Regions from separate parts of the Mus musculus genome. Here all the other regions are linked to region 4. A link is a contact called in public Micro-C and promoter capture Hi-C data. All regions are on one chromosome and are shown on one strand. The core of a region is the stretch at or near the end of the contact, and the rest is flanking DNA. Distances in the headings are between cores, read along the strand shown. Region 1 holds the start of Plet1 (placenta expressed transcript 1). Region 2 holds the start of Cadm1 (cell adhesion molecule 1). Region 3 has its middle 45 kb from the start of Gm38579. Region 4 holds the start of Usp28 (ubiquitin specific peptidase 28).

Region 1 (6,663 bases), core at 2,164-4,663, 1.5 Mb before region 4:
TTTCCTCTTGGTGCTCACCATAGCTCTGTGTCTGGGAAATAACATTATCCCTCATAGTAAAAGCTCCTGTTAGGACTAAAAAGAAGATGCTAACACTTGTGGTTCATATCAGATAAACTGTGATTGTTATTACTAATTTAAGCACATTGTATTTCCTCGCCCTGGTTTGCTTTGTCAGGAAGGTCAGCTGGCCCAAATCCTACATGTTCTGAGTCACTCAGAGAGGAGGTGACTTTTGTCTCACATCTCTGCATGGTGGTGTAGCGGAAGGTGATACATAATGGTGTCATCTAGATAGCCCCAATCCTCTCAGCTCTCCATATGTTTTCTCCACAGTTCCTTTTCTGCTTCCCTTTTCACTGTGGGCTCAGCTTTCCTTCCTTCCTCCCTCCCTCCCTCCCTCCCTTCCTTCCTTGTACTTAGGGTCTTTGGATCTGTGACCTCAGTCTCCCTTGATTGGATGCCTTGAGCATTTGGCGGTCAGACCAGACTTCCTCATATAACCTGTTACGTGGGATGTATGCCCGTCTACCTAGAGAATCTAAACCCTCCTGCCATCTCATTCCTGTCTCTTGGCTGTCAGTGATAGTACCCAGCACACTTTCAGGAACCCAAGAGTCCAGCCTCCCTCCTCCAGCTGCTGTCTCCCACCTCCACCACCCTTGCCCCCAGCTGTTCTGCAAAGGCACCTGGCTCTTATCTGACCCACACCTGGGCCTGGTTTGTTCACGTCTGCAGCCTGTCTGGAACCTTCCTTCCCTGTTAGCATTCATCCCATACCCACTTCCACAGCCAGATCTCGCTCACATCCCCGCCTCTGGATTAGCTTACCCTCTTTCCTCCTCATATCTGAAACATTCACAGCCTTTCTCTAGGACTGAATACTTGATTATATTTCATGGTTTCATCAGTCAGCATGCAAGCAGCCCAGTGTTTGGCACCAAACACTTTTGATTGATTCTAACGCCCTGCTTCAGGGCTGGGGCGAACTGTTGCTTAGTAGTAGAGCATTTGTCCAGCATGTTTGAAGCCTTAGCTTCTGTCTCTGGCACTTAAAATAAAAGTCCTTTATCCAGTGGAACTCACTGTTCTAGAAGCTGGAGGGTTGAGGAAGTAGTGTTGACATCCTTGTCCAGAGAAGTGAGCAGAGGCTGACTTAAGCAGTGCCTCAGGCTTCTTTCTTACAGGTCTGAGGGGTAGGGGTGGGGCTGGGGTGAGCCCTCTGAGACGCTGGCTAAGCTGTGCTGTCTCTAGGGTCTGCCAAGCCGTTTATCTGTGGTTTGCTAGCGTTAACACTATGTTGAAACGGTAAAGGGTCTCAAACCAAAGCAAGGAAAGGTGGCTGTCTACAGTAAGCCTGAGTCGGGGCCACTGCACTCCGTAAAGGTATTTGTAAAGCCTTCTTTGTAACTGTAGGTGTGGAATTGGGTCCCTCTCACTCCCATGGACAGAGGATTTTTTTGACCCTCAATTTAGAGCTCAAACACATTTTGGATTGAAATGGAATCTGAAAAAGAGCAGAGCTAGCTTAGGCACTCGAGGAAGCTGAGGTCTTTCTCTTTCCCGAGGCTACTGGGACTTTTGCGGTTGCCCTTCCCCCACCTCCCCCCATTGTCTTGTGTTTTCTCCTTCTTGTCTCCCTCCTTTCAGAAAGGCTCCCACATCTTCATCTTATCTCTCCCTAGTAGACTTCTCTTTTTCTCATTTCAGCAGCAGGCCCTGTCTGTCTCCTGCTGTGCCATCTTACAATCAGGGGCCTGCGATCGCCCTGGCGGTAATGGATTCATACACACACTCACCTAGTGTTCATCTTGAATTACAGACTTATCTTCCCTGCTCTGATATGAAAAGGCCCACTTCCCAAGGGGATGGGACATAGTCCTGTTACAGCAGGAGCATTTGCTTAGTGACCGTCTCCAGGAAACAGGAGAGAGACAAGCAGCAGAGTGGGGAGGTCTGGTGTGGTGGCTCACCTTCCAGGCTGGGACTCTGCAGATCACGCGCACGCAGTCACCATAGTGACCTCTGCAAAGTTTGCTTAGACTAAGAGAGGAAGGGTGGCGTAGGAGCTAAGAAGGCTGGCTGGCTTTTGGCTAAGTTCCTTAGGTTCAAATATTAATTCTGTTGCGTTCTAGTGACCTTGGGTAAAAACTTTACTTCTGTATGCCTTCTTTCTCCCCTGGATAATGGAGGTTAATAATGGCATTTCCCCCTTAGATGTAAGTCATGTTAGCATTATAATGCAGATGTACATAGAGTGCCTCTGTTCCCACAGCACTCTATCTGGAGCAAGCAGGTGGCTGTGGGGGAGGTGGGGTGGGCAGGTGAGAGAGTAAAGGCACTTGCTATGGAAACCTGGTGAGTCTCAGACCCACATGCTCGTGGAAGGAGAGCAGCAACTCCACAACTCCTTCCGGCCTGCGCAAGAGTGAGGGGTCATGCGCATGACTGTGTGCACACACATGCACACACCATAAGGGTGTACACACTTATAATAATAAAAAAAATTTAAAAATCAACTGAAGTTGCTTTAAAAAAAAACCAAATAGATATATGAAGCTTGGTAGGAAAGCATATTTCTTGACTAACAGGTTTGACTAATTAGAAAGCGTGTTTTTAACTTGTAGGTTTGTTGAATCCCATAAGGGAAAGTTATGAAATACTTTCCAGATACTTCTAAGAAAAAAACCATTAGATTAAGATTGAACAACCAGGACTCAAAGATCTTCTACTCCTTGCTGGCAAGGGGTCTCCATCAAGTCAGGCAACACCTCTGCCTTTCAGGCCCCTCACATACAAGGCGGGCTACTGATATCTTCCTCTAGTTTAACTTGGCTTTTCCCATACACTAAGCTCAAGTTATCCTTCCTGGCGTCCCGCAGGGTACAGTCATTCTGTCAAGTGGCTGTAAAAGGACAGTAGACTGCAAGAATTCCCTCAAAAATAAACAATGTCCGCTTAACACAGCCTTATGTTGCCAGGGTGTGATCTGCCTGGGGCTCAGTTTACCCCACCTGCGATTCAGTTACGGACAGGAAACTAGAGAAAAAGTCCTCCGGGTCCACGCTGCCACCTATCAGTCACCACTCCCCACTTTCCATCCTGTCCACACACACATACGGACCGTAGGAAAGTCTGATTCAAGCTCCACCGAGAACAAAGGGGCAACAGAATGAGCGCCTTTGACATACCTGTATAGGTTACATCCCCACCAGAGACGTTAGCCATAGTGCTGATTTCCAAGATGTCGGAGGTGTAGATGTTATCAAGGACCACGCAGGACCCATTATCACTGGCAGAGAGGGAGGGGGATAAGTGCAGAGCCAGGCACAGGAACAGTCCCAGGTGTGGAAGCAAGGAGCGGAGCGACAGCATGGTCCCGGGCTGTTTGGGTTGCAGGGCCTGGCAGTAGTAAGACTAGGTGTGACAGGCTCCTGTTTATATGCTCTGGGGCTGGAGCTTCTGGGTGAGGTCATGCATGCAAATCACCCTCCCTCCCTCCCTCCTGAAAACATTGCCTTCTGGAATTTGGCTCAAGACATTACCTGGATGAATCACCCAGCCTCCACTTTTGTGACCAACGATCCTCTACCAATTCCAGTTTTGCTCAAGAAGAGTTCTGGCCAAATTATTTGACACGGACCCCCGTCTCAGCACCTGCTATCTGAAGAAGTGGGAAAGGCTGGTGAGGAGTGCTAAACACGCCCTAAATAAGTGGAAGTCCTAAATAAGTGGAAGTCCACAGTTGAGTAATTACCACGTAGGTGGTCTGCTTGGAAGGCGTGCTTTCCTCTGTCAGAAACTCAGGCTTGGGTGCCCTTTTTATCTCAGAACATTGCAGAGCTGTTTCTGATGTGACTCCAGTTTCCTCCTCATCTCATGACTAGCCTAGAGCTGGAAAGACTGGAAATTTATTTACCTATTTTTAAATTACATTTGTTGATTTTGTGTGTGGGTCAGGGAGATAGGAGGAGGTTGCAGAGGCCACTGTGTGTGTGTGTGTGTGTGTGTGTGCAGCAGGAGGTCAGAGAACAACTACTTTCAGGAGTCCTTTCTTTCCTTCCATTACATGGGGCCTTTAGGATTGAACTCAGGCTGTTAGGTATATTGGTAAATGTCTTCAGTCACAGCCTAGACACGTGCCTTACTTATTTATTCTTTAGACAGAGGGTCCAATGCACTCCATGCTTGCCTTGAGTTAGTTCTCTGTACATTCGTAGAACCTTGAATTCACACATACACACGCACACACGCACATATATATATATGTATAATTTAATTTTTGAGACAGGTTCTCACTATGTAGCCTTGGCTGGCCTGAAACTTGCCATGCAGCTCTGCTTCCCGAATGCTGGGATTAAAGGTGTGTACAACCACACTCAAGATGTATTTTATTTCTTTACTCCACGTTTGTGTGGGTGGGTGTGGCATCTGCATTGGAGAGCAGTTGCCCTGGAAGTCCAGAGGCACCAGATCTCCTAGAACTGGAGTTATCAGCATTTATGGATGGTTCTGAGAATGGTCCGCCTGTCCTCTACAAGGGCAGTTTAGCTCTTAACCACTGAGTCATAGCTGTGACCTTGAACTTCTGTTCCTCCAGCTTCAACATCCCAACGTTTGGGATTACAACGTGCACCATCACAACCAGTTGAAACCGGCACTGGTGACTGAATCCAGAACTTCCTAAAAGCTAGGCAGGTTTTACCGATGGAGACACATTTGCAGCACCTACAGTTTTATGTATTTATTTGGAAAGAAACATTTAGGTCCACATTGTTCCTGAAACTTCCCTCCATAGTACCAGAGCACAGGGAAATGATTTTTTAAAGTTGGGAAATAATTTTTTCATATCCCAACCTCTCCTAAAATGTTATAAATTACCCACTAAAGGAGATGAGGGAGAAGGAGGCTACTTTGTAAATAGAAAAGAAATAAAAATATTATTGAACCAAGGCAATAGCTTTTAAATTTTTAGTTAATTTGTGTATGCGCCCCCCCCCAGTGTGTGTATATGTGTGTGTGTATGTGTGTGTATGTGTGTTTATGTGTTTGTATATGTGTGTGCATGTGTGTGCATGTGTGTGTATGTGTGTGTAGATCAGAGGAGAACTCGTGGGAATTGGTTCTTTCCTTCCTCCATGTGGGTTCTGGGACTTGAACTCAGGTCATCAAGCTTGGTGGCAAATACCCTTTACCTGATGAAGCATTTATAGGACCTGAATCACAGTTATATTTTTAAGTGTCCCCTTAAGAGAAACATAGGGTCTTGGGTTGAGGAACTCTGGAAAATCTGTCTAACATTAGCAGTGGGAATATCCACAATAGTGGTCAAAATCTGCCTTTCAGAAACTTTTAGGGATTAACCAAAGGTTTTCAAATAATCTGGAAACATTAAAAAAAAAAAAAAAAAAGAGTGGCTGAGTGTCATTGGAAACGGTGACAGTAGCATCTTACTTAGCTTGTCTGGACCCACTCTCTAACCTCATCTCCATGGCGGCCACTGAAATTGACAAATCTACTACAGCAACTATGGAGACCAGAAGACTGTACCTAATGGAAAGATCAAGGAGAGAAGTCTCCTAAAATGGTCACGTAAGTCTCTGGGGGATGATCTGTGTGACCTTCCTGGAATCTGTTTGTAAAGTTGCTTTCTTAGAATTTACAATCAATCCTTTTGACTGGATTCTGAATTTTCTGTATGTTATTAATAGAGTGTTGGTCAAAGATAGTCAGTGGGAATTTTAAGCATTGTTACCAGACAGTGACTCCATGTGGGACCAAGAGATTGAATTTTTAAAAAACATATAAAAGAGTTTTGAATGCTGCAACAAGTCCCTGGGAAGCTAGGTTGTGTGCATACATGTGACTAGGGAAGCGCCGAGAAAATCCCTCTCACCTTTGACTCTGGTTGAGACAAGTGTCACAAACAGGAAGAGGAGGCTAAGGTTACAGTCATATAACAGCCTGGCTGGCCACAGAAGACATACCCCAAATACAGAGGGAGGGAAGCATACAGAGAAGCCTGGGGAGGATTCTCATTTAAAAGACTGAAGGGAATTTCTTCTGTCTGTTCACTAGACCACACCTAAGTTAACTAAATGGAGACTGGGTGGGGGTGGGGGGGGTACAAGTGCTAAGGAATTGAGTCTCATAGAATCAATTTCAGAAACTCAGTAGCCAATAGCGATAGCAGCAACAGCAGACAACAGCTGCAGAGGGTGGAGGAAGTCAGAGTTTAGAGTTGATGCATCATAGTTTTTGAATGTTCAGTCTTCAACAGAGAGTTCCGAGATGGGGGCTGGGAGTGTAGCTCACTGATTGATAGAATGTATGTCTGATTTACACAAGAACTTGAGTTTGAGTCTCAGCACTGGAAAAACAAAACAAAACAAAACAAAACAAAACACAACAAAACACAACAAAACCAAAACCAACCAACCAAACAAAACTACAGTACATATGTTTTAAAAAAAAGGTCCAGAAAGAAGGAAAAATTTAGCAGTAAACAGAAACTGTACTTGATGAATCCAGTTATTGGATTTAGTAGATAGTATATTAGTGTATTTAAAGGATTAGGAATTGTGTCTAAAGAGTTAAAGGAAGGTATGTAATGTTGGTTCTGAGCAATAAAGAGTAATCATAAAGAGACAGAAATGTTTTAAA
Region 2 (7,222 bases), core at 1,196-3,695, 1.5 Mb after region 4:
TCTCATTCCCTCGCTACAAATCAAGCCCAATTACTTTCTAATTTGAACACAATCTGATAAGCGGCGAACAAACAGGGATGTACACAAGAGCAAGAAGCTGCTTCCATGGTAACTGGCAACAGAATTTTCTTGTAGCTTTGACATGCACGGTTGAGTTCCAGACCGTTCCTAAGTCAGCACACATCCCTCGTCGGGAAGGCAACTTCTCATCCAGAGATAGTACAAATATAGTAGTGTTGTTACTACCCAGAGCCTTCAATGAGCAGGCTTGACAAGGGAGGCAGAATCTAATCCTACTCTGCTGGTTTAGTGGCATTGCATGGCTCCCATTTTTAGTCGAAAAGCAATATCCCGGGCCAGCGCTTCCCTCCCCCACCCTTGGTTCTGCAGCCAATACAAGTCTATTGTTGCCTCTGTAATGCGCCAGTTACCCAGCCTTTACTCACGCTCACGTTTAACTGACACTGGCGCTTTTTACAATGCAGCACGAGGGATCTCTTTCGGGAACACTCTATCGAACCCTTCCAGTCAGTGGCATCACCAGAAATTAAGTTGTAACCACACCGGCTTCGGTTAAACCTAATTATCTTGTAACTCATAAATTAAGAATTCACAGAAGAAAAACATATAAACATCCGGAGACAGAACGTAGCATGGAAGACAAAATTCTCAAGCTGGAATGGAAGGTGCTGCCAGGATCCCACCCTTAGAACCTCAATTGGTTCTTCAAGCCGAGTTCCTCCGCAAGCCTATTTTATAATGGGGGTGGGGGTGTCAAATCAACCAACCTGGCATCCCCTAAAATCCGAAGCTAGCACTCCCAAGCACCCCCACCCACCCCCCAACAGCACGTCTCCTGCGGTGTTTACATAACTATGTGTCCTCTAGCGTGTAAACAAAAGACACAACCCAAGCAGAAAGGCGCCCCCGGAACCGCAGGCTGGCTGGCCCAGCGCTGCATCCTCCCGGGCTGGGGGCTCCGCAGGTGGGGGATGAGCTCGCAGCATCCTCCACCACTTGTTGCTCCCAGGTCCTGCAGCTCGGAGCTGCGAGGGGTTTTGCAGGCACAGAGCCCTAGCGCATCCCCTCGCGCAGAAGCCCTCTCGCCACCGCCCGGTGCAGCTCGGTCCCGCCGGTCGCCAGGAGGCAGCGGCAGGCGGTACAGCAGCACGGGGACACCGTGCGGCGGGCAAGAGCGGCGAGGTGGCGGGAAGGCGGTCGCAGCGCGGCCGGCCTCTCCGGTGGGGAAGAGCTCCGGCTCCCTTTTGTTAGCAAATGCAAACACTGCCCTCTTCTTTCGCGACCGCGCCAACGCGCCCCGCACCGGGGCAGCCACACGCGGGGCTCCTGCCAAGCGCTCGGCGTCTTCAGGGAAGGCGCGGCGCTCGCCGAGCCGCCGCCACCCGGGCAGATTCTCAAGACGGCCGGCCACGCGGGGAGCGCCCCGAGGCCCGCAGGGCGCACGCCGGGCCGCAGAGGCCGCGAACGCCCCCGCCACCACCTGCGGGCCGCTTGCCCGAAGGACGCGCAGCCGGGAAATCCCGGATCCCCACTCGCGGCAGAGGCCTCGGTGGCGCGGACAACCTGCGGGCTCCAAGAGCCCTCCTGCAGCGGCGGCGACGAGCGGCCGCCCCCGAGCCGGGAACTTTCCCTGCCTGGATTCCAGCCAAGCCGACCCGCAGCCTAGCGGAGGGGGCCGAGGGGCAGCGTTCGGCTGGAGGGAAACACGAGAGGCGTGCAGAGCTCTCGGGCGGGGGACCTGGCTGCAGAGCGCGGGCAAGCCGGGAAGAGGACACGACGGTGGGGATGTCCTGGGGACCCGCGAAGGAGAAAGCTTCGGGGAATGGAGAATCGATCGGGGGGGCGAGCTGGAACGGAGGGGGCGAAAGCTTAGCCCAGGGACACAGGAGGACCTGCAAGTTCCAGGGACGAGAGCGAGTTTCGGAGGGTCCGGAAGGTTCGGGGCGCCTCCGAGGGCTCCCCTTCCCCCCACGCGCTAGCCCCCGGCCCCGAGCCCACTCCACTCAGCACCCCGCGCTACGCCAGGAAGAAGAGGTGTGGGTGCAGCCATCCCTGAGGGCGCCCATCCGCAGCCGGCGGATAGGAGAGAAGGGGCGCCGACCCCTCGGCCCCTTCCATCGCAGCCCCGACTTTCCTTGCCACGCTCCCGCCGCTTTGGATTTAGGAAGTGGGGGAAGGTTGTCATGGAAACGTCCCCCCTTCCATAGCTACGGCTCCTGGGGGTGCCCGGGGGGGTTTTCGGGACCAATCCGCGGGTGCCCACAACCTACCTGTGGGGATCAGTGCCGCGGCCGAAAGGAGCAACAGCAGGAGCCGGAGCCGGAGCCCTGGAGGCGCCGCCGCCGCCGCCACAGCCGCTGCCGCCGCACACTGGGATCCGCTCGGCAGCACAGCACTCGCCATGTCGGGCACCTGCCTCAGACTGGCGGCGGTGGCTGCCTCCCGAGCCCGAGCGGACAGCTAATGAGATGCTAATGAGATGCGCTGGAGGCGGAGTCAGGAGCGACCAATCGTGGCACCTCGAGCCCAACCCGGCTCTCCGAGAACTAGCCCCCTCCCCCACCCCGCCCCCTGGCGCTAGCGTTCGGCCGCGCGCCCGCGCCACCTAGGGGCGGGGCCGAGGGGCGGGGCCTATGCAAATATGTTTACGTTAAAATTCGGCCTCGCTTCCCCGAAGGAGGAGAACCTGTACTGGCCCGCGTCCGGCTCGGTGGCTGGGGAGGGGGTTGCGGCTTCAGGAGGCGGGTCTCTCGCTTTCGTGCACCTTTACTAGGAACCTTTACGCCACTCGCCGCGGCGGACTCCTGGTCGGAGAGTCTGACCGCGAGATTCCTGGGCCGGGGCACTGCGTGGGCATCGGCCTATCGAAGTCATACGTTACAAAATTTCCTTTCCCTCACCTTGCACGAAGGAATAAGATCTTTGGGAAACCCGGGAGTGGAGAGTGCGAATGCAGGTCCCCGGATTGACAAAACAATCTGAGAGAAGTGCATGCGTGCTTTGCACGTCCGGCGGAGCAGGAGAGCCCGCTCAACAGCCTAGCGGCAGACTAGGGGATAGTTGGAAGACTGAAGCTGTGGAGTCGGGGTTCTGGGATTTTCAAGTGGATGTTTGGCTGTAGATTCTGGGGAAAGGTAAATCAAGGTGGGTGTGCTCAGGCTTCCCAGCTTGTTGGAAGTGTCCTTCCCATGTTTAGTAGATTATAGCATATAAGTAATATGGAATATTTAAGATTACACGCACACAAAAGCAAAAAAAAAAAAAATCTACCGGTCAGGGTCGTGGGGAAGGGAATGTAGGGAACCGAGGCAGTGATAGAGTCAGTCGAGTTCCTCTTCCAGGGCTCGGTTCAATTCCCTTCTCTCCTATGCTTCCAGTCCTTTCTAAGGCATCTAGAGACCAACAGGTCCTCACTTTAGTTGTGTCTCAGAGAGGTTCTCCCGCTGACGGGACTTGCATGCATCTCTGGACACACTTCCTCCCTCCCCGAAATTATCTTTGATTTCTTTTCAACAAGGCAGCCGGCTCTCTTGTTTGTCTGCCTTTTAATTACTTATTTTCTTTCCCTCTAGAAGACCGTGTGTGCTCTGACCCTCTGTTGCTCAAGCATCAAATTGAAGGACGAGCCGTATTAAGTGTAAAGGTTTATAATAATTTAAGTATTCATAGAATGCAGAACAATAAGATGTAGGAAATACAATTTGCATAATAAATATCAATATCACAACAGCTAAAACAAACCATGACAAATTATATGTGGCTAAATGACCAAGAGATTACTGAATGTAAATTGCTGAATCTGAACTATAGTCTAGAAGAGCTGTACCAAGCCCTCTGTCCTCATGTTGCAAATAAATTAAAAATAAATAAATAAATATCAAAAGGAAGTTAAGATCGGCCAACCCATCAAATGAGTTACACATTAAAGCAGCCTCATATTATCCATTATGCATAAACTAATTTTCGAAACTGCCCTGTCTCCACATCCCTGGATCTTCTGCTCTGTAATTACAGGCCCCAATGCACGAACTGCAAGCAGTCCTCCAGAAGTGGAGAAAGCTCCAGTAGGCAAATCACAGTATACGAGGCAGAAAACCAACACCATGTGACCGCCAGGATAATGCCCAGTCTGCAAAAGCCAGAAGTGAAACTACCTAGATTAGACGTGATACAAAGCAGATTTCTACCAAAATCAGAATGAAAAACTCAGAGACTGTTTATTCTGACAACAGGACAGGACGGACTGCAAAGTCAGATCCTATATGTCAGCCACAACAGTACAGAGCCGGACACTCAACAATATTCACTATTCTTTATAGTACTGCTACTATAAAGACCTTGAGCTGATATCAAGTTTATAGTTAACAAAGGACTATTGTGACCTTGAGTTCTTATCAAGAAATTCTTGTGCACAATCTTCTTTAGTCTCTGAAACTACCTTCAAAATTGATACTATTTATTTTCCCCATTTTTTTAAATATAGCATGGTTAGAAAAATTAAGCACCAGCCTTTTAAAAAAAATCACAATTTCTAATTGCAGACAGAGAGGCAGAGCCTTCACAACTAACCACGATGCTGCACTGTGCCTCAATAAATATGTGTTAAGTGAAGGAATACATTTCACATCATGATGCATGAATAATAAGCAAAGGAGAGCTGTATTTTTAACATAAGGTGAAAATATGCCAGCAACCCAGAAACGTTTTTTGAAAATAACAGGATTGCAGCAGACTCCTAAGGAAAAGCATTGCTCCTGAGGCTGAGGCTCCAAGAGAATCTAGCCAGGCCCGAGTCCTCCCACTCTCAGCACGCAGTATGGGGGACATTGGAAGATGTGGAGTGTTTTCGTCTCCCTTCATTCTCTTGGCACATCAAATGAACACCTACTCAAATTTCCAGTTGGCAAAGAACAACATGGGACATTTCTATAGGAAATGCCAATGCTGTGTGGCTTACCTCACTGGAAGAATGCAAACGCCTTTAAAAATTTCCTCAGAAATGCCACCTGCCATGGAGAAGTTGAGGAAGTTAGCCCATCCAGTTTTACCAGGTATGGAAACTGAGGACTGATAGCCTCTTCTTCCACACCAGGATCTTCCTGAGAACCAGAGGTGAGACTCCTGGACAGAGCAAGCTGTTGTTCCTCTATCCCCTAACCGTACTCCCCTTCCACCCCCTCCCCACTTTCACACCAAAGATGTCACCAAGCATTTTAACATATGGAACATGTGAGGAGCGCATCAAATTCCCACAGCCGCTAAGTACAAGTTATGACTAGCCTGGCTTTCTCATAGTAAAGCGCGTCATTTTCTGCTCCGCGGACTAGAACTCATCGCCAGGAACAACTTCCAGCATTTTCCCCTCGCTACATGGATTGAACCAATTTTAAAAACCAGATGGTGTTTTTGCCATTTATAACTGATAATCAATTGTTTTGTGAATTTAATTTTTTTTTCAAGAAAGAACTGAAATACTTATCAGAATTACAATCTGGGCACAACTTGTGTTAGAGCGAAGTGCCAGAAGTACCAAAGCCCTAGTCTCTCTCTCTCTCTCTCTCTCTCTCTCTCTCTGTGTGTGTGTGTGTGTGTGTGTGTGTGTGTGTGTGTGTGTGTGTGTGTGGGTGTGTGTGTGAGTGGGTGGGTGTGTTGGTGGGTGGGTGGGTATGGGGGAGGTGTGTGTTTTCTTTTCTTTCTCTCTCTTTTAATGAGAAACCAGAGAGAAGAGAGAGAGAATATTGTTTGCTATCACCAAAACAGTTGAGAAATGTGGATAAACATATATAAAAAATAAGCATTAAAGGAGACTCATGTTTGTGGAAATATATCAGAGATAATTAATGGCAACTAGTAACATTTTGCCTCTTAAAATGCTAATTATTTTAATACCCATGTATAAGAGCAACTCAGACAAATTATTAAGAAAAGGAAAACAGTAGTTGGAGTCACCATTTGCCCAGCTACTGGATTGTTTAAATATTCATAGAAAAGTGTTTTAATCCATGTTACAGATTGTGACCTCTAATGCTCGAGAGCACGCACAAACACATACACACACACACACTTCCTACAGTGAAACTCAAAGCCCCAGCACAATACTATTTGGTGACGGGCCCTTTGAGAGGTAATTAAGTTTAGTTGAGAACATAAGGCTAAGGCATCCATGGTGTTGTTAAAGCCTGCTAAGAAGAAAGAGACAACAGAGTTCTATGAGCATACACCAAGGGGATGTGGTACACTCCCAGTGACAGGTTGGCCTGGCAAATCAAGAAGAGGATGCTCACTAGAGTAGAGCGATTCTTGCATCATGACTTAGACTTAAAACTTCTAAACCAGTGGTTCTCAACCTATGGGTTGTGACCCCCTTGCAAGAGGGGAGGTGGTCAAGTGGCATAGGAGTCACCTAAGACCACTGAAAAAACAGAGATATTTACATTACAGTTCACAACAGTACCAAAATTATAGCTATGAAGTAGCAATAAATGTAATTTTATGGTTCCATATTCCAGATATGTAGCATTAGGAAGGATGAGAACTGGTCTAGACTTTAAGAATGGAAGGAAAATAAGTTTGTGTTGTTTCAAGCTCTAGCTTCTTAAATTATGGTTTATGGCCCATCATGGAGTTATGTAGATGTCATTTTAAAAACTGGCCACAGTGAGTTTTTTAAACATGCAACAATCAAAAAGTAACTCAAGACCCAAATGTGATGAATTTGAGGTGTTTCTGACAGCTCTTACTGTTGTTGCCCTGTGCGACGTCACTGCAACCTTGGCTCTGACACACAACACATACACTGTGCAATGTCAGCAAACCCTGCCAGGAACACCTGAGGTCAAGTTCAAAACCACCACAAGCCACAACTTACAGGGCATTGCTTTTTTGCGCTAACAGAAGCATGATGGTTTAAGTATGAGAAACAAAGACCGTTTACATTTTCCTACAGTCATTCCTCAGCATGTCTTGAATTAATACATCCTTGGATTGTCCTGGGTTACAATGTTTGTGTTTAAAAATTACTGTTTGAATTGATGACTTAAAATTTTATCTTAAGTGCTCGCTTCAGCAGCACATATACTAAAATTGGAACGATACAGAGAAGATTAGCATGGCCCCTGTGCAAGGATGACACGCAAATTCATGAAGTGTTCCATATTTTTGCAAACTTTATGTGCCCCAGTACAGGGGAACGCCAAGGCCA
Region 3 (7,635 bases), core at 2,081-4,580, 1.5 Mb before region 4:
GCAGGTTCCCTGTGTGTTGTATGAGATGACCTCTAAGGTCTGGGGTTTTATGAAAATGTCTTCCACACAGAGGCCAAAACCCAGCTGATCATGTCTGCCGACCACCTGTTAGGTCATGTGAGCAGCTCACAGCCTCACCAGAGAGACAGACCTCTACACTGGTCATTATACTGCAGCTAGACAAGTTCCGGGGTCCAGTTATATGTAGGATATTTTAAATATTCTCTCTCTCCTTCCTTCCCTCTCCCTTTCTTCCTTCTGTCTGTCTTTCAAATGCACTCATGTAACCAGGGTGGCCTTGAATTCACTAAGTAGCCTCGGCTGGCCTTGAACCTGATCCTGTATCTCCTAAGTGCTGGTTACAAGTGTGCACTATTACGCCTGTTCTATGTGTTGCTGGGAATCAAACCCAGTGCCTCATGGATGCTAGACAAGTTGGACCATGCTACCAATGAGTCACACCCCCAGTTCCCCCATTGAAAACCTTTGTTTTGTGTGAGTGTCCCAAACTTTATTCATCTACTGGGACCCTGGTTTGTGTCTCTCCTTTGCAGCTCTTCTCAGGGCCAAGGCAATCCTAATCCCCTGGGGCCTGCAGAGGAGGTCCCTGATAATCCCTGTCCTACTGAGGGACTGTCTAAACATGTGACTCCTTGGCATCCAACACAGCAGAGGGCACATGGTTGGTGCCTGCCAAGTCTCTGCCTGCAGCTGTGTCTGCCAGCCTCCTGCCTGTCAATCAACAGGAGCACAGCAGTTAAAGCAGCCACGCTAGTCACACTTGTTATTAAGTATAAAGGGAAACATGGTTCAGGCCAGAAGATGTGGCAGCCAGAGGCCTCCACGGTACCAGCTACTTACAGGGGAACCAGCAGGGCTAGGCCTTCCCTGGGTATCCCCATGCTGCTCTCCAGAGGAGGGGCTAGGGTGTTAGGAGATAGATGCCAACCTAAGGACAATGGCTATTAGCCCATTTCCCAATTTTACCAGTGGCTATCACTCCCAGGTACTGGGAAGCACTGCTCTTGTTTAAAATATTGTCCTTTTGTGACTGCATGCCCTGTGTGTGTGTGTGTGTGTGTGAAGCTCAGGTGCCATTCCTCATGTGTATCCATCAGGGTCTCTCACTGGCCTGGGACTCTCAGAGCAGGCTAGCCTGGTTGGCTAGTGAGCCTCAGGGTCCGCCTATCTCTCCTTCCCAGCACTGGGGTTATAAACATGCATATGTAAAGCTCTGTTCCTGGCCCCGCCCACTTCAGCTGCACAGCCCCCAGTGCCTAGCATTTCTGGCTCCTTGTCTATTAAGCAGGGTTAATATTTATTTTTTTTAAAGGCTGTTGTGAAGACCGCAGAAGATAAGACACACGATGAACAGTCTTCATATCTTTTACCTGTCTGAGCTGTGTAGGGTGACTGTGTTCACTCACAGAACAATCACTGTATCATGGCGGAGTGCTGGCCTCCGTTCTGTGGACGAGTCTTGGCTTTCATAAAGCGCACATTGTCTCAGGGAGACAGAAAAGAAGAAAGCTGAAAAAGAAGCAGGCTCATTGCAGACATTGAGGGGATGCAAGGGCAGGCTGATCTGAGGAGAGTGTTTGGGTATGGGGCCTAGTGGGCTTCCGGATGGGTAGGGTGGTTGTACTGGAATGGGGATTCCAAGACTAAGCGCTTAAGCCTGCTAAAACCTGGAGAAGTGCCACCGGGGCAAAGAAACCAACAGGACAAAATATATTGTGGTGGGAGGAGGCCTGGCCAGTTCAGAGGAAGAGAGAAGGTCTTTGCAGCAGAGCTGGGGTGCGTGGGGAGAGGTGAGACCACATGTAAGGGTAGCGCCAAGCTGTTCCCAAACCTGGAGCTGAGGGTTTGGGGACCTGCGGTGACCCCACAGCTGTGTTGGATGCTAAGGAGTCACATGTTTAGACAGTCCCACAGAAAAGTCGAAGGCCTAAGATGACTCTATGCAAATGACTCACCAGCTTAGGACGCTGTATGGTCGCGGCGGCAGAATCCATGCTCCTTTTGATACCTGAGTTTTCAAACTCAGTTGATAACTTTTGATGCTGACTTTTCAGGGGTTGCTGAAAGCCAGCGTACTGGTCACTTTTCTCACTAAACACCAGACGAGAGCAATGTAAGGAAGAAGGAATTTGTGGATAAAACACGGCCGCAAGGGCATGAAGCCTATGGTTTCGTTGCATCCACAGAAAGAGAGAGCAGCGCGCCTGCGCTAGAAACCTGGAACGTCAATATGGGAACCAAGGAGGCAGCCAGTGTCTAACTTACTTCCAGGGTCCGAGAAGCTCTGCAGGATTCACTAGCCACACACCCCATTCCAAAGTAGCTGTGACTAAGAATGAAACGAAACCATCCCTTCCAGTTTGCATGTATTCTTTTCTTCTAGTGGCTACACAGTCTTTAGGATACAGACTTTAGAGTAGGCTTAACTAGGTAGGAGACCCAAAGAGGCTGCTGGGCAAGTTGGTGAAAATCTTTCTTATCCCAAGGGCAGAGGCTGCTGTCTGTTTTTTTTTTTTTTTTCCCCCATAGACTCAGGTGTGTGTGTATATGTGTGAGCCTCGGCGCCACCTATCTCTCCTTCCCAGCACTGGGGTTATAAACATGCATATGTAAAGCTCTGTTCCTGGCCCCGCCCACTTCAGTTGCACAGCCTCCAGTGCCTAGCATTTCCGTAAGTCTGGCTCCTTGTCTATTAAGCAGGGTTAATATTTATTTTTTTATAGGCTGTTGTGAAGACCGCAGAAGATAAGACACACGATGAACAGTCGTGTATTTGAGTCAAAAAGGTCATTTAGATCTACTGCTCTTGTGGGTCTCCAAGCTGCCTTACTGTTGGGGATACCTGGGGGAACTTGTGATAGTATTAATTAGTTTATTAATTAATAGCTTCTTGGTTTCTGCTCTGGGGAATTCTGACATTTGCATCTGGGTTTAAACGACCTTTGCCTGTATTTCTTTGTGCCCCCAGGATGTCTCAGCTAAGGGCTAGCTTCTAGCTTGCCCAGATTTGTAGGTCCTGGTGGCTATGAGGTACCTGGGAGCCAGGTGTGTGGTCTTTAGGGATCGATCTGGGCTAAGAAGGGCGAGGGGTACGCCTCTGGAAGGAACCCAGGAGAAGCTAGGCATAACACATACATCTGCAAGTCCAGTTTGCAGGGGCAGCACTAGTGACCTGGATAGGACAGGAAGATGTCTCCTTCTTCAGGAAGCTTCTACAAGTAAAGTCTTCTTGCAGGGCCAGGGCCTCCTTGAGAGCGCTGCTCTAGACAGGCAACCGACAGGTGGCAGCAGCGGCCCATAAGCAGCCAGGGTGCAGCCCCAGCAGGGAGGACCACAACACCAGGGCTCGGGTGGGCGCGGCTCCTCTTCTGGGCATGGGGCTAGGCTGACCCTGCAGGGAGAAGGGTTCCTGGGGGCGAAGACGGTCTCAGGTGCAACGTGAGGCAGTCCGATGCGTCTGGGAGGGGGCTGGCTTGGGAGCTGGAGTTAGATCAATCCGTGGGGCATGACACACCCTGGTTTAGTCCTTATGATTTGTGGGAAGCAAGTCATGGAGCTAGGTACCCCCAGGCTTAGCCAGGGTCCTTGGTACACTGCTGCCTCGGTGTGGTGTGAAGACTTGTTTGGTTTGTGTGTATGTGGGGTAGGGGGGGCAGGGGAGAAAGATTAAAAAGAAACCCCTGGAGATTAAAAAAAAAAAAAAAAAGAAAGAAAGAAAGAAAGAAAGAAAGAAATACTGCCCTTTCTTTAAGACTCCTTAGAGCTTAGATTTCTCAGGCTTAGTCAAACCATTCTAGGCAAGAGAAAGGTTAGTGTAGAAACTGCAGATGCTAATAGGATGGGCGGTCCTTTAATTGGTCCCTGCCAGGCAAACCCAAGACCAGCACATTGCCTGGGAGGGTCAGGATTCTTTTTATTAAAAAGCTGGTTGCCCTGGAGGAGCCTCCATCGGATCTGTGAAGGTTTAGGGGGGTTGGTGAGCTCTGAGGACAGGATGGTTAGTTTGGTGTCTTTGCTTTATTCTCATTTAGTTTGTGAAAAAGGCAGTCTCTGTTCTCATACTTCAATAAATTATGGACTTATTCTCTCTTCTCTCTCTCTTTTTGGATTAGGGAAATGGCATGGTAGGCTCCAATGAACTTTAAGCCAGAAATTGATTCTTCTCTGCCATTCATCATAGTAATTGGGAAAAATAATTTTCCTCAGACTCATTTGTAAAATTGGGAACAAATGTTACCTGGGAGGATGGTTCTTGTACTGTCTGCCTAAGTGCTCTCTGGTGTGTGACCATAGTTACTGTGGAGAGCTGTCCCTATAGCCTGAGTGAGATATGCTAGGGATGACACTGGACAAGATGAACATGGGTCATCATGAATCTGGCATCAGGTGGATCTGCCCATGGGTGTGGAAGGGCCCACACTGACCAGGATAATGCTGAGCCTTGGAATCAAGCTTCAGGAATCTTTACAGAGAAGGAATGGAAAGAACCGATAGGCGGCGTCTTAGTTAGGGTTTCCATTGCTGTGAAATCCTACCATGACCAAGGCAATTTTTTTTTTTTTTTGAGACAGGGTTTCTCTGTATAGCCCTGGCTGTCTTGGAACTCACTCTGTAGACCAGGCTGGCCTCGAACTCAGAAATCCGCCTGCCTCTGCCTCCCAAGTGCTGGGATTAAAGGTGTGCGCCACCACGCCCGGCACGACCAAGGCATCTCTTAGAAAGGACAACGCTTAATTGGGGCTAGCTTACAGGTTCAGAGGTTCAGTCCGTTATCATTAAGGCGTGAAGCATGGCAGTGCCCTAGAAGACATGGTTCTGGAGAAGGGGGCTCTACATCCTTCTACTGAGAGCTCTACATCTTGATCCAAAGACAGCCAGGAGAAGACTATCTTCCAGGCAGCGAGGAGGAGGGTCTCAAAGGCCACCTCCACAGTGACACAATTCCTCCAACAAGGACGCACCTACTCCCAAAAGGCCCCACTTCCTAACAGTGCCACTCTCTGGGTCAAGCACATTCAAGCCACCACAGGCAGCAAGGCCTAAATACCACTTGGAGATGGGTTCTTTGCAGACTTCTTCAAGGAACTTAATGTTCTGTTCATAACAAATATAAATATTCTTGTCTGTTGGGTGGGAGTACCTCACTGCAGAGGCCAAGTGTTACTTTAAAGACCAGCCCCTGCTCTCCTATGTAATGCATTCAAGGTTGTGGCCACGATGGTACATTGACTAGAGTCCAGCAATGGCACCTTACACTTATGCACAGGTAGTACTGAATGGACTAGTTAAAAAAACAAAGAAGAAGAGGGTGTGAATTTGGGAGGTGTAGGTGTGTGTGTGTGTGTGTGTGTGTGTGTGTGTGTGTACATTGGTGTGTCTGTGTCTGAGGGGAATGGGGTGAATATAATCTAAACACCTTGTATGCATGTCTAAAATTACTAAAGAATAAATAAAAAATTACATGTAGGCAGTTTCCAAACAGCGTTTCTTTTATTAAAGCATCAAGATGTTTGATAGTCTTTACCTTTCAGCCCTGTAGAATGAAGAAACCGTGTGGTTTCACTGTACTCTGTGTCTCCTGCCTTCATGAAGGTTATTGTGTTTAGGGTCTGAGTTTCTAGCTAATCACTTTTTTTGGTGTTATTTGGCTTTCCATTCTAGCGTGTTTTTGAAATTATTCTGTCTTGTAACCATGCTTTAACAATCACGTGACTGATCTCTACATTGAATGGATCCCGTGCCCATTGCTTATGCTTGCGCCTCTCTCTCTCTCTCTTTCTCTCTCTCTCTCTCCCTCCCTCCCTCCCTTCATTCCTTCCTTTTAAATTTCCTAATGTCAACTCATCACTTGAGAAGTTGGAGTGTAAATTAACAAAGTGATTTAAAGAAAACGTGAGTGACGGGCGTTCTGAATGTGGCTCCCTTTGAAACACTAGAGCCTATGGAGAGGACATTCTTGGGTCTGTGTCTTTTTCATGTCAGAGGTCACTAGCTTTATTGTTGGAGAAATGAACCAGGGCCAGTATGATTTTATTCCCTTATGTCTTTTTTTATTGTATTCTTCTTTCTTCTTCTGCTCTTCCTCCTCTTCCTTCTTCTCCTTCCCCTTCTCCTTCTCTCCCTTCTCCTCCTTCTTCTCTTCTCTCCTCCCTCTGTCTGTCTCTGTCAGGTCATGTTGTACATGAAATTGTTTATTACTGCTGCTGTTTAGAATGAAGAAACTTGCTGGAATATTTCTGGACATGACTCTTCCTTGACTCCTCTTTAACTTCTCTTCTTCTTCCTTCACACACCCCCCCCCCATTTTGAAGTGGGTGGCCTTTCTGTGTTGCCCAGGCTAGCCCCAAATGCCTGGGCTCAAACTATCCACTTTCCTTAGCCTCCTAAGTAGCTAGGCCTAACAGTGACACCTACCTCTTGTTTAATTATTGATATCTCTGTTCACAGCTTCCTGTAGTGTTGATTTCTGGAGTGTTCTCTTTTATTATACATTCAGTTGTGGCTCCTCTTTCCCATTCTGAGTTCTTCTTCAGAAACGTAATCCTTAGATTGAGTTTCTTTTTCTCTTGCTATTGTCTTCTGACAGTTATTGTTTCTACTAGTGTCTAATGTAATTAGTACTTCTAGTATTGATTATATTTTTGAAACCACAGTCTTGTAATTTTATTTGAAATATTTTAAGATGATCTCCATTTTGAATTGGTTTTAGTCCAGTCCTTAAACTCCTAGGATCATGTGGCTCTCTTGTTCTCTGACTTCTGAGTGGCTGGGACTACAGGCGTGAGCCACCATACCTGCCTCGCATGTGCACTGACAGCACATTCCTTTATTGCTTGCACATAAAATTGTAGTGCAATCTATGACATAATGCTATAATTATAGCCCTGTGAAATTGCTAAATTGATCCCACCAGCCTCTCATCTTGATCCGTTTCGTCTATTCTTGAGGACTTGGCAGTGTCTTTTGTCTTTATTTGCTTTGTTTGACATGTAATAAATATATGTGCATGTGTGCCATATATGCATATATATATATACATATATATATATATGTATATATATATATATATATACCAGCTATAAAACATAACAGCTTCTGTTCTTAGGTCTTGTAAGACATGTGTTTTTTTTCAACCCCCCCCAAGCCCCAAAGGGTGGATTCCAACCATGACCCCACTAACAGGCCTTTGCTCCAGGAATACCAAATTCCACCCTGCTGCTCGAATTCTATACCTTTCTATTTGTTCAGTAACTCCTTGTTTCAATGCCAAACCATAGTGGAATCTTTTAAAAGACATTTTAAGTGGCAATTAAAATCACATGTAATCACAACAACGCACATAACTCAATTAAAGAGCTCACAACAGGCACAGCTGAGACCAAGTCCATCCAAGCCTGGCCGTGACAACCTTACCATGACAGCTCCCTGGCACACTGTGGCTGTCAGAGGCCACTGCCTGCCTGCCTCTACCCACTTTCAGAATCATTAACTTAAAGAAAACAGACCCTGTGGAGTCCATGAAATAAGATCCTTCTGACAATGTTTGTCATCCGCAATGCATCTTGGGTTGGATATCATATCCAGTCTACTCATGTATTGCCTCTCACATACAGT
Region 4 (6,654 bases), core at 557-3,056:
CTGAGAAAAAAGGGCAACGGGCTATCAAGCCTTCAAAGCTTATCATCTGTCAGCCTGGGGCAAAATCTCTGGGAATACTAACCAGTAAATGTCATCACTCCGCAGGTCGCCCGCCCAGAATCAGGCTACTGCAGCTAGCCACAGCCTGGGAGTGCCAAACCTTCCCAAAATAGCTCTGACTTTATACACAATGCTCAAACACCTTACATGCAAACCCTCAAATAGAGAGTGCTCAACTACCGGTCACTCCTCAGCAGCCTGTGACAGAGGTAAATGAAAATACCACTGATCGAAAGGCATGTGGTCTTAAATGACGGGCCCAGAACAAATTTAAATATGACTTGCTCTCCCTCAAAATAGTATCAATATGACTGTCTCAAAACCAAATCTCACCACCTGTTTATAAGTCACTGTCCCCAACACAAGTAGACTTGTGGGGAGGAAAACAGAGAAAAATACAGACCCAATGTCCAAAAGACACTGTTGAGTAATAAACAATTTTTATCTGATCGCCAAAAAAAAAAAAAAAAAAAAATCCACCTACTTTCATTTTACAGGCCAAGACTTAGAGATATCTTTTTCTACATGAATTTTAAAGAGCCTGCTATGTTTTAAACTTGTAGTCTGGGGGTGTAGTGCTTGATTATCTCATGCGATAGGCCCTAGGCTTGATCCTCAGCACCTCAAATTATTAAAATTTAACTATAGAAGACATTAATTATAGAATTTAATTATAGAGTTTTTCTTAGCAGTATCTCAAATTTTTATTCTAAATATTTTATAAATTTTCTCGACTGCAAACTCGGTATTTGAATCCTTGGTATAGGTTTTCCATTTTGTCATTTAAAAAGTGCAGTTCTTGAGGGACGAGGATGTTGTGTTACGTTATAACATTCCAAAGTAAAACTGGATGACAGTCTCAAATTGCCCACTTCCCAAGTTTCTTTAAAAGACATTATGAGCCTTTTGATTTTTTTTCCAAATCAGTGTTACTAAAGGCCCACCATCTAAGCCCTAAGAGCCTTGTAATATTTTTCAACCTTTTTATATTACTAGGAACATAGTAAAGTGCCTTCTATTCATTGTGCTTTTCTCTCCCCTCCTTCAAAACCTACAGTGATCAATGAGATAATTCGGGAAGCTGATTTGTTTCCGAGGGAAAAAAAGAACTGAATGAAAAGCGGGGCGGGAAAAGGGAGGAGTGGGGCTCCGGGTCTTTTTTGCACTTTGTTGATAAACGCCGGCTTTAAGTGAGATAACTTAAGTCTGCGTTAGCCTCAGAGAAGCCACTGCCATAAAACTGATTTGAGAGTCAGAACAAGGCACCGTGGCCGTGCTTTTGGGAAGTTTTTAGCTGCTGGGTCGGGCCCGGTGCACACTTCGGGGTGACCTCGCTGCCTACGATCTCACGTGCAACCCCTCCCGTTAGGGTCCCTAGCACCGGGTCCCACAATCCCGCTCGGAACCTTAGCTGGCTTATACACCCAGGCAACCTCACACAGGCTCGCGGACCCAGCCTCGCAAAGTCCCGGGAAGACCGGGTTGCTCTCGCCCTAGCCCGCAGGCCCCGGCCTCTGTCGGCCCTCGCCCGCTTGGCCCGCCGCGCCCCTCTCAGCCGGAACCCGGGCCCCGCTACCCTCACCCGCCGCTCACCGAGCCATGGCCGTCCGCCGCCCCCGCCGAGTCGTCCTGCTGCAGCTCCGCAGTCATGGCCGTGGTGTCCCTCCGCGTGTAGCCCCACTCTCGTTGTCGTCTTCGCCGCGGTCGCCACCGCCACCACCACCGCCCCCGAAGCCCGGGAGCACCGGGAGGCACCGCCCACACGTCCCGCCCCCGCCCGCGGCGCGCGATGGAAGCCCCGCCCACGCCAGCCCGCTCCCAACACTCCCCACCCACAGCACGCGGCAGAGGCTCCTCCCACGGCGTTCGCTGGATGCCCCACCCCCGCCAGCCGACTCCCACCCATCTTGCGGCTTGCGCCGGAGACCCCGCCTACATGCCCCACCCACACAGCCGAGGTTCCCTCTCCCAAGGCTCCGCCCACGCCAATTTAGAGCCCCGGTGGCCCCGCCCATACACTCTGCTCACGCCCGCAGCGTGCGCCAGAGGCGTCACCCACGCGCCCGCCCCTGGTTTGCGTGAGCCGGAGGCGGGGCGTCTTCGCGTGCTCTGGCCCACGTGACCGCAGCCGGGCACAAACTAAGGGGTCAGCGTCGCCTCGCCAGCTGTTGCTATTTCCGCCTTAGGTGCCCAGGAAGTGGGCGGTGAGGCCTCTGGGTTTCCAAGACTCCTTTTTTACTCCATCCCGCGCTTGCTGAGCCTTGCATCTGCGTCCAGCCTGCCCCCAGCTCCCCATAAGCTTGGTAAGGCTGCTGGGTTCCTTCTGCTGACAGATTTTCCCACCAGACCTCTTAGCCATTTCCTAATCTGGGGACGCGAAGAGAAACGTAGACTGACTCGAGTGGTTTGTATAAAGACAACTGAATGGCCAGGACCTTCACAGAGCTCAGCATCGTGTCTTAATCCTGAACAGTTGCCCCATGTTCCAAATTCCCGTTTTCAGGCCATGTGTGTAATAAGCTGTGTTGACTCTAGCTCATGCACTAAGCCACCTACCACCCCTTTTAATGTTTGGGAAGAGGGTTCTTATTGTTGGTGATATTGGTTTGGGTTTTTTTTGAAACAGGATGTCACGTGGATTGGACTTGCCTCAGACTGTGTAGCCGTGGTTGGCCTTAAATTCTTGGTCCTCTGCCTCCACCTGGTCAAATGATGGTAAGTCTTTACTGCCATGTTAAACTTAACACTTTGAGATGATCTCATTAAGTTCCCCAGGCTGGCTTTGAACTTTCTATACTTCTGCCTTAGTCTCCTATGTGGAATAAATTTGGGACCTGTGTCTATCAGGTCCATCCTTGTCAGGATTCTCTGAAGACAGAACCATTAGACTTGATAAAATTAGAATGGGAGGGCCCTGGAGAGATGCCTCAGTAGTTAAGAGCATTAAAAAGCACTGGCTGCTCTTCCAGAGGTCCTGTGTGTGGGAAGCCACATGTGCCGTTGCAGGGTGGCGCTGGCCACCACGCATAAGTTTGGGTAAACAACCAATGTGTACATATGCAGTAAAGTTTTTCACCAAGTCACTGCCTCGCCCGGGCATGATAATGAGGCTCCATGAGATACTGAGAGAATAACCAATCAGATGGGGGGCATGCAAATGAGGTATGATAATGAGGCTCAGTGAGGTACTGAGAGAGAATAGCCAATCAGATGAGGAACATGCAAATGAGGTGGAAAGCATAACCAATCTGGGTGTGAGACACGCCTCTCCTAGGCCTATATAAGCAGCAACAGTTCTGGGTGTGGGGGTCTTTTTGCCTCTGCAATCAAGCTCTCCCAATAAACGTGTGCAGAAGGATCCTGTTGTGGTATCTGCTTTGCTGGCGAGTCGGGCACTCACAAGAGTCCTGAGTTGAATTCCCAGCAACCACATGGTGGCTCACAACCATCTACCGTCTATTACCCTCTTCTGGTATTCAGTTGTACATGCAGATAGAGCACTCCTATACATAAAGTTTTAAAAAGTAATAGAAAATTATAGAGAGACTGATTAAGTTATTACTGATTATACAATCAAAGGCAGGTGTGTCCAGTGTCTGTACACACAGGAGAGCCAAATCACAGAACAAAAGAAGTCAGTACAAGAAACTTGAATTCCTAAGCCTCGCCAGTAGTAAACCGTTTATGTGGGTGCTGAGACTCAAACTCGGGGCCTCAACAAGGGCAGTGTATGCCTTTAACCACTGAGCGGTCTCTCTAGCCCCATTTTCTTTCTTTTTTTTTTTTAAATTTTTATTTGGTATCTTCCTCATTTACATTTCCAATGCTATCCCAAAAGTCCCCCATACCCACCCACCCCCACTCCCCTACCCACCCACTCCCTCTTTTGGGCCCTGGCGTTCCCCTGTACTGGGGCATATAAAGTTTGCAAGTCCAATGGGCCTCTCTTTCCAGTGATGGCCGACTAGGCCATCTTTTGATACATACGCAGCTAGAGACAAGAGCTCCGGGGTACTGGTTAGTTCATATTGTTGTTCCACCTATAGGGTTGCATTTCCCTTTAGCTCCTTGGGTACTTTCTCTAGCTCCTCCATTGGGGGCCCTGTGATCCATCCAATAGCTGACTGTGAGCATCCACTTCTGTGTTTGCTAGGCTCCGGCATAGTCTCACAAGAGACAGCTATATCTGGGTCCTTTCAGCAAAATCTTGCTAGTGTATGCAATGGTGTCAGCGTTTGGAAGCTGATTATGGGATGGATCCCAGGATATGGCAATCACTAGATGGGCCATCCTTTCATCACAGCTCCAAATTTTGTCTCTGTAACTCCTTCCATGGGTGTTTTGTTCCCAATTCTAAGAAGGGGCAAAGTGTCCACACTTTGGTCTTCGTTCTTCTTGAGTTTCATGCGTTTAGCAAATTGTATCTTATATCTTGGGTATCCTAAGTTTCTGGGCTAATATCCACTTATCAGTGAGTACATATTGTATGAGTTCCTTTGTGATTGTAGCCCCATTTTCTTAAGTGGTATAGCCACAGTTAAGTTGTTCGTGCATCACTAAGTAATCCTTAGGCTTGTGTAAGCAGCCCGGTTGAATCTCAGTAGGTCACTGTCCTGTAGCAATTTCCTCCAAATTTAACCCACTTTGGAAGGTAGCACCTTGTGCTAAGGAAATAAACAACTCAAAGGCTTCTGGTAGTCCAGGAAGTCACTAGTCCTGGAAGTCACTAGGACCCACCCTCCCCAAACATATAAACAGGACTGCTGAGATAAACTGAGCTGCCTGGAAAGAGGCTCAGGCACTTGGGAGGCAGAGGCAGGTGGATTTCTGAGTGATGGTCTACAAAGTGAGTTCCAGGACAGCCAGAGCTATACAGAGAAACCCCCCCCCCCCAAAAAAAGGCTCAGACCAGCCAAGCTACCTGCAAGAGACCCACTGCAGCCTGCCAAGAAGCCTGCAAGTTATGCAGTGTACTTCAAGTTTTGAGCTTTACTGGACTGTCACTCATGCTGGGATGGACTTTGGTGATAACAACTCTCTCTGACTCATTCCTGCTCCTGTATATAAGTAACCTCATTAAAACTCATTTGTTTGCCAAGTTGGACTTTGGAATCCTTACTTTAATCAAAATACACAATACACATGTATGACAGTCCCAGAGAGCTGGAGGAAGCTAGACAGAGTGGCCCATACCTTCAGTTCCAGCACTCAGGAAGCAGAGGTGGGTGGATCTCTATGAGTTCAAGACCAGCCTGGTCTACAGTTCAAGTTCCAGGACAGCAAGAGCTACACAGAGAAACCCTGTCTCAAAACAAAACAGGGAAGAGAGGGGAGAATGAGAATGAAGGGAGGGCCAGGTGTGGCTGTGTATGCCTATAATCCCAGCACTCGGGAGACTGAGGCAGGAGAACGGCTGTGAGTTTGAGACTAAACTGGAACTAACTGTATTGAGTCCAAGGCTAGCCTAGAGCACAAAAACAAAAGCCTATCTCAGCAAAACAAAGAACAAAGGGCACCCCTGGTGACACTTCTCTAAGTAAGGCCTCTAGGAAGGGGGTTTTCTTTCTTTTTCTTTTCTTCTTCTTCTTTTTTTTTTTTTTTTTTTTTTTTGGTTTTGTTTTTTTGTTTTTTTCTGAGACGGTTTCTGTATAGCCCTGGCTGTCCTGGAACTCACTTTGTAGACCAGGCTGGCCTCGAACTCAGAAATCCACCTGCCTCTGCCTCCCAAGTGCTGGGATTAAAGGCATGCACCACTGTCACCCAGTTTTTTTGTTTTTTGTTTTTTGTTTTTCATTTAGACTGTGTCCTTGTGTCTCCTAGGCTGGCCTTCAACTCTGGATCCTACTGCTCCAGCCTCCTGGGACTGAGACTACAACCCTATGCCAGGCCTGCTGGAATCAAGTTTTTCTCAGGGGGAAATTATACATACTCTGATTGGGAAAAGTCATCACATTTAGAATTGAGCACGTTCTTGAGCTCATATAATGTGTTCAAAACAATGGCAGAGGTCTAGGGGAGATGGCTCAGTTGGATAGAAGCCAGCCTGAAGTCATAAGTTAGATTCCCACAACCCTCATCATGGAAGGAGAAGTCCCAACCCCTGTGCTGTGGCATCCCCTCCCACGCACATCTACATAAATGAGCAAGTGTAATGATAAAAATTATATCTCCGATTCTCTCACACACACATAGCCACACCCCAGAGGCAGACAGGAAAGCCTCAGTGGAGAATTAGTATTTTAATGTGCCAGGTTTATTCTCAGTCTCATGAAAAGAGTAGATCCAAGTGAACCAGCTATTTTTAGTTGGCTCCTTGTTTCTCTGGAGGCTGTTATCTGAAATAACAACAATGAGCAACTTGGAAGTCTCCATAATCACTCCTTTACAGGGGAGCAGCCTTCCCTCCCCCCCCCCCCCAGACCCTACCCCCAATGCATGGGTGTTTACTCCAAAAAAGTGCCTGCCTAGAGCCTGACAAAGGCTCAGAGATCAACCACACTCGAAAAGGAAATCAAAACAGAGACCAAAGTTCTGCAAAGGGTGTGTGCCCTCTTTGTAGCTTTACTCAAAACAGCAGGCCACAGTCACTGTAGG

What was found. Promoter capture Hi-C pulls out the DNA fragments that hold promoters and counts their contacts. Hi-C and Micro-C count contacts between places; a contact is called where the count stands out from the background.
Region 1: a contact with region 4 is called in a promoter capture Hi-C map of embryonic stem cells, with 5 times the contacts expected there. The contact joins the promoter of Plet1 here to the promoter of Usp28 in region 4. A contact is called at or near these places in 4 of 39 promoter capture datasets (the 3T3-L1 cell line, embryonic stem cells, hippocampal neurons and 1 more) and 1 of 115 datasets of contacts at active chromatin or transcription factors (embryonic stem cells).
Region 2: a contact with region 4 is called in a Micro-C map of embryonic stem cells, with 5 times the contacts expected there. The contact joins the promoter of Cadm1 here to the promoter of Usp28 in region 4. A contact is called at or near these places in 2 of 39 promoter capture datasets (hippocampal neurons and liver), 3 of 484 Hi-C or Micro-C datasets (all in embryonic stem cells) and 1 of 115 datasets of contacts at active chromatin or transcription factors (astrocytes).
Region 3: a promoter capture Hi-C map of hippocampal neurons shows a contact between it and region 4, with 5 times the contacts expected there. The contact joins the enhancer-like site here to the promoter of Usp28 in region 4. A contact is called at or near these places in 3 of 39 promoter capture datasets (cranial neural crest, embryonic stem cells and hippocampal neurons), 2 of 115 datasets of contacts at active chromatin or transcription factors (astrocytes and forebrain) and 1 of 9 other capture datasets (embryonic stem cells).

Annotation. Positions count from the first base shown.
Region 1 is chr9:50,491,275-50,497,937 of GRCm38.p6, reverse strand. Plet1 (placenta expressed transcript 1) reads right to left here and starts at 3,413. Exons shown (of 4, transcript NM_029639.2): 1 at 3,192-3,413. The coding sequence starts at 3,375. The region is part of intron 2 of Plet1os (placenta expressed transcript 1, opposite strand); the gene reads left to right.
Region 2 is chr9:47,525,575-47,532,796 of GRCm38.p6, reverse strand. Cadm1 (cell adhesion molecule 1) reads right to left here and starts at 2,445. Exons shown (of 11, transcript NM_207675.2): 1 at 2,292-2,445. The coding sequence starts at 2,424. Gm22286 (a small nuclear RNA gene) reads left to right here and starts at 7,075; the gene lies at 7,075-7,181.
Region 3 is chr9:50,433,951-50,441,585 of GRCm38.p6, reverse strand. No RefSeq gene overlaps it. Among named protein-coding and RNA genes, the nearest start is that of Gm38579, 45 kb to the right of the region's middle. Within about 2 kb of position 3,330, at least 42 of the 459 cell types and tissues checked have an H3K27ac peak or open chromatin away from gene starts, as enhancers often do. A contact at or near this core is called in forebrain and hippocampal neurons, where this site is marked.
Region 4 is chr9:48,980,537-48,987,190 of GRCm38.p6, reverse strand. Usp28 (ubiquitin specific peptidase 28) reads right to left here and starts at 1,806. Exons shown (of 25, transcript NM_001359739.1): 1 at 1,654-1,806. The coding sequence starts at 1,710. It overlaps Gm51673 (a long non-coding RNA gene), which reads left to right and starts at 2,062. Exons shown (of 3, transcript XR_003948157.1): 1 at 2,062-2,363; 2 at 2,687-2,775.